Regions from separate parts of the Ovis aries genome. Here region 1 is linked to region 2. Evidence: chromatin contacts called from public Hi-C data. All regions are on one chromosome and are shown on one strand. The core of a region is the stretch at or near the end of the contact, and the rest is flanking DNA. Distances in the headings are between cores, read along the strand shown. Region 1 holds the start of LRP6 (LDL receptor related protein 6). Region 2 has its middle 33 kb from the start of MANSC1.

Region 1 (2,700 bases), core at 156-2,655, 39 kb after region 2:
CCAGGATGAGATGGCTGGATGGCATCACAGACTCGATGGACGTGAGTCTGAATGAGCTCCCAGAGATGGTGATGGACAGGGAGGCCTGGCGGGCTGCCATTCATGGGGTCGCAAAGAGTCCTACACGACTGAGCGACTGAACTGAACTGAGCCTGCCTGGATAGAGAAGGCAATGGCATCCCACTCCAGTACTCTTGCCTGGAAAATCCCATGGACGGAGGAGCCTGGCGGCCTACAGTCTCCGGGGTCCCATGAGAGTCGGACACGACTGATTCGCTAAACAATCTGCTTACAGACACGCATCACCTTGGCTCGGTGTCCATTTCCTGGAAATAGCAGAGCATCTGTGGTCGGAAGACCTGGGTTAGGTTAGGACTTGCTATAGTCTACGTGAGTGACCTTGGGAAAGTCATTGAATCCCCTAGTTTCCCATTTTCCTCTTCTGCAATGAGGATGCCAAGTGACACAACCTGTCTTACCCCAGGGTAGTTATGAGTGTCAAATCTGACTGTGAGCAGCACTTGGTGAACCTCAGTGTTACTACGATATTGAGTACCACTGCTGGAGTAGCTCCAGCTCCGCGCCACCTGCCCACAGTAAGGTTGAGTGACAGGTGGATGGATTGCTGCTGATGGCTCCTTTAGGTTAACTCTCAGTGGTGCCATCCCAGCTTCACCCGCACCCCCCACCCCCAAGCTGCCACGTGATTCCAAGGGCTTCTGGGCCGTTACTCCTGAACGCCCAGTGAAAGGCGGCTGCTGCGGCGAGCAGCCGGCCAGAGGCTGTGCAAAATCGAGTCTGAGATTCCGAGGAATCTTTTCCTCCTCAATCTGAGAGCGGATCGTCACAACATGCCAGACATTCATCACTAAACGCAGTTTGCAAAATCCTAGCACCGTTCTGCCCACCGTCCCTTTGCTTTGTTAGGTGCTGACGCATTTATCTTGGAATTTTATCTGCCGGGTTAGAAATCCTTTAGTCCTTGGGGGGGGGGGGGGGGGGGGCAGTCTGTAGTTCTGGGAAACCAGGAGAAAATTAAAAAAAAAATTCAGTTTTCTGTTGGCGTTTGAATACCCTTCACCAGATCCATGTTGAAAGCCGATGGAAGCAATATTAGTTTTCATTTTCCTTAAAAAAAAAAAAAAAAGATGCTTAAACAGATTTCCAACCCTGGGACTAAAGTCATGCCTCGTATCGGGATCTAGGTGAATCTCCGAGCGTGGACCTGCGGCTCTGCAGGCCCAGCCAGCCGTCTCCTGCCGCCCACCTTGGCCCCGGCCCAGGTGGCGGCCGGCGTGGACCTGGAGCCTCACCTGGCTCGGTCGGCGGCGGCCGCACAAAGAGCGGCGCAGGCGGCTGCCGGGCCGAGCCGCAGAAAGTAGTCCCGACCACGCCGGCTCCCGATGTTGTTCGACGTCGCTTCACGCCCTCCGCGGGGAGGGCCGAAGGGTCCGGCCCGGGAAAGAATCCCTTCGGAATGCGCCACTGGGCGGCCTGTCCCCTCTGGCCCGCTTCTACTGGTCCCGCAGATCTCCCGGGGTCTCCTCGCCGAGGCTGTGCGCACGGTTTCCTCTCCTTTTCTAACCTGCCCGGGAGGCGGCACCGAGGGAGGGGAGGGCTCGCCCGCGCGCAGGGAGACCTCGGCGGCGATCCGTGACGGTGGGAGGCGTATCCCTGCGCCGCTGCGTGAGAGGAAGAGGCTGAATGAGGAGCTGCGCGGGGGAAGCGGGGCGCCGGGGGAGGAGGCGGCGGGATGGAAGCAGACGCTGGCGTCGCGCGAGCTCCGGGCGGAGCGGCGCGGTAGAGAGGGCGGCGGCGGCGGCAGCGCGCGCGGAGCCTTGACGGGCCCCCTTTTCTTTCTTCTCTCTGGAAAGCTGGGAAGCATGAGCGTGCAGACCTGCCGCTGCGGCGGCCGCCCCGGCTCCTCGCCTCCCCCTCTTCGGGCCGCCCCTCGCCGGTGAGAGAAGCGAACGCGAGCAGGGAAGATGGGGGCCGTCCTGAGGAGCCTCCTGGCCTGCAGTTTCTGCGTGCTCCTGAGAGGTGGGAGAGAAAGCGGGGGGACGGGAAAGTTGGTGGGGTTTGCGGGAGGGAAGGAGGGGGTCTCGTTCTGTTGTGTCTACGGAGGGGAGGGGAGGGTGGGGGAGGCGAAGCTGGGGAAGGAGTTGGGAGAGGCCTGGTCGTGGGGAAGGAGGGAGCAAGGGGCCCGGGAGAAGGGGCTGCGCGCTCCGCCCGGCCACGCTGCAGCCCCCGCCTCGCTTGCCCCACCGCGTCCGGACAGAGCGTTCGTCCGGGCTGCCTGGCGGGGTGACCTCCCCCCGGAGCCCCATCCTGTCCGAGTGACTGGAGATCGGTGGGTCTCCTGCCTGCAGTCACCGGGGACGAGGGGCTTTGTATGGATCTTGGCTCTCGGAACGTTGGAGCCCAAGATGCTTCAGCGCTTGGATTTCTCCCTCCAAGCCCCCACCTTTTCCCTGTGGGTCCCGTGAACTTTTAGAGCCCTCTTACTATTTTTTCCAGGCCTTGTAGCAACTAATAACTGGTTTCCGTGGAGGATGTAATGATCGTGGGTGAGAGCATAGTTGGAAAGGGACTCCGAGGTTATAGGTCGAGTGTTTTCAGCCTTGGGGAATCGCCTGGGCTCCAGCCCGTAATAAAATAGAAACGTTGCCCTTGCAACCTCTGGCATTCAGGACTTGCCCC
Region 2 (2,700 bases), core at 48-2,547:
TATATAGTCCATGGAATTCTCCAGGCCAGAATACTGGGGTGGGTAGCCTTTCCCTTCTGCAGGGGATCTTCCTGACCCAGGAATCGAACTAGGGTCTTCTGCATAGCAGGCAGATTCTTTGCCAGCTGAGCTATCAGGGAAGCACTAATGAAGCTGTACATGGTGCAAAGTTTATCAGCCTCAGCCCATGTCCATAACAAAGCACTCACAGTGTCCCTTGCTGGGCCCACCAGGTGCGGCGGCATACAGACCAAACACTGCTGCCACACAGCCTCCTTTTTGGATGCCCCCAGGTGAAGAGGAGCAGGGGCTGCTGCATTTTGGGGAGCTGGCATGGAACTACAATTATCCAGTCCCTCCTGCCCCTGCCTTCCAGGCAGCCCTTCTCGAAACTCAAGTCAGTTTTCTGAGCATCTTGGCTTTCTTCTCATCTCCTTCAGTCAACATCATCAGCAATCTTTGGCCTTGAAGCAGGGCAGGGGAGAGGGGAAGCCAAAAGCTGCTCTTTTTTTAAAAAAAAGGAAAGCCTTTGCATTAGGAGGACTTTGTCCTGCAAGGGCAGGTTACACTCCCCCGCCCCCATCACCCCACCCAGCCGCAATAACACAATATACACTTGGCTGGATTTATGGCCTCCCTCGCTCCCCCCTTGCCTGGGAGAGAAAGGGCACAGCTTTGAGAAAAACAAGTATCAAGGGTTGATGTGTGTGCTGAACTTTAAAATGCTAAATGACGGTGAAAAATATTTTGGAAAAGAAACGATCTTCCAAATTGTGCTACATAGTAAAGTTAATAGAGGCCATATGGCGTCTACTAAGACTTAGAAAAACAAACCAAAAACAATACTTTAGCACCCGCCAGGCTGAAATGTGATCTACTTCTTAATATTCACTCAACCCAGAGTAAAATGCTTTAAAATGGTAATGATCCCAAAGTGCAGGCTGAGCTCGGTGGATAAACAACAGACCTCAAACAACAGTGGGGGTGGGGAGGGAAGGGGTGTTCTGTTCTGATCCCAGCTCCAGCAAATCAGCCAAAGGGCTTAATCTTCTGGTTCCTTCTCAATTTTCTCAGCTCTAAAATGGGGCTAGCAGGACTTCACAAAGGGTTTTTATAAGTCGTACTAGGACGACTGTAAAGCGCTTTACAAATGTTGAAGAACTGATGCTTTTTTCATAACTGGGTTTTGTAACATCCTTCATTACCCATTCGGTGGTGTGGAAATAAGCTGAGGAGCCAAATGAGCACAGAGGCTATTTATGTGGAGCTTGCTGTGGGGAGGGAGGCAGCCACCGCCGCTTGCATTAGGCAGAGCCTCAGGGCAGAGAGGGGAGGGGGGATGTTTCATAATGAGAAAAAGGGAAGGCTTTGGAGGTGCCCTGGCTGGAGGTCCTTGGCATGGGGAGGGTGGACTTGGGCTACCAAAAAGTGAGGCATCCTGTGTGATTGGTTTGGGGGGCATCTTCGGCTTTCTCAGGTTGGTTCTGGGGCTGCTGAGTTGGAAGCTGACTGGTTTGGTTTTCCCAGCTAGTTGTGGTAAAAGTTGTGAGTCAGAGTTCTATTGTCTTAGACAGTTTGGCCATTGTCTATTTGTATGTTCGGTCTCAGTGAAGAATAGAAGGTGAGAGAGTCTGATCACCCCAGATCAAAACTAGACACCTGTCTAGTAGCCTAGGGAATAACTTGTACTTTTTATACCTTTTCTTCACTTTTAGAAGCAGCAGATTTAGAAGACAGACTGATGGACCAGCAATTTCACTCTGCGAAATCAATGGGCACCATGGCTGGATGAACAATGAGAGGGGTAGGGAGGGCAGATGGGTGGGTGGTGACTCTAGTCCTCCCCCCAAAACACCCCAGGGACCTGAGCAGAGTCAGGTAACCTCTCAGGGCTTCAGTTTTCTTGTGAATAGGGAGAGAATTCCTATCTGTCTAGCCTATCTCATTGTTGGGTTTTGAGAATAAGTGGCTTCATGTTTGTAAAAGAACCCCATAAAGCAGGTATTTAAAACTCTGTAAAGGAGGTATTTTATAAGGCATTTTAGAAGTTTGAGAAGGAAGACTGTAGCTTAAGCCTTTGAAGTTTCACGGCATGGGCTGGAGTCTTGAAAATTTTCTGTGTGTCCTGTGGGAAGACAGACTAACTCTCTCAGACTCCCCACCTGTCCCACCTTTGCCTCCGTTAGGGCTGCCTCGTCCCCACACCTCTGTGCCTCTGTTTTCTTTTTCCTTTTTGCCACGCCATTTGACTTCCAGGATCTTGGTTTCCTGACCAGGGACTGAACTGGTGCTCTCTTCTTTGGCAGCTCGGAGTCCTAACCACTCGGACCACCAGGGAATTCCCTGCACCTCCATTTTCCATCTTTGTGAGTAGGGTCACTAGAAACTTAAAAATTTCTTTAGTTCCTTGCAGGCAGTTTGCATGTTCGACTTGTACCCCCACTGATTCATCCATCTGTTCAAAAAGAATGGGTGTCTTGTTGTAAGGTTTTGGGTTTTTTTTTTTTAATCTTTCTTTCAGCTCTGCTGGGTCTTTGGACTTCCCTGGTGGCTCAGACGGTAAAGCGTCTGTCTACAATGCGGGAGACCCGGGTTCGAGCCCTGGGTTGGGAAGATCCCCTGGAGAAGGAAATGGCAATCCACTCCAGTACGATTGCCTGGAAAATCCCATGGACAGAGGAGGTATGGGGGCTGCAGTCT

What was found. A called contact is a pair of places that touch in the nucleus more often than the background predicts.
Region 1: a Hi-C map of hypothalamus shows a contact between it and region 2, with 2.3 times the contacts expected there. The contact joins the promoter of LRP6 here to the enhancer-like site in region 2. A contact is called at or near these places in 3 of 16 Hi-C or Micro-C datasets (hypothalamus, skin fibroblasts and tail adipose tissue).

Annotation. Positions count from the first base shown.
Region 1 is chr3:203,191,841-203,194,540 of ARS-UI_Ramb_v3.0, forward strand. It overlaps LRP6 (LDL receptor related protein 6), which reads left to right and starts at 1,406. Exons shown (of 23, transcript XM_042247517.2): 1 at 1,406-1,556; 2 at 1,875-2,040. The coding sequence starts at 1,478.
Region 2 is chr3:203,152,459-203,155,158 of ARS-UI_Ramb_v3.0, forward strand. No RefSeq gene overlaps it. Among named protein-coding and RNA genes, the nearest start is that of MANSC1, 33 kb to the left of the region's middle. Within about 2 kb of position 1,298, at least 20 of the 54 cell types and tissues checked have an H3K27ac peak or open chromatin away from gene starts, as enhancers often do. A contact at or near this core is called in hypothalamus and tail adipose tissue, where this site is marked.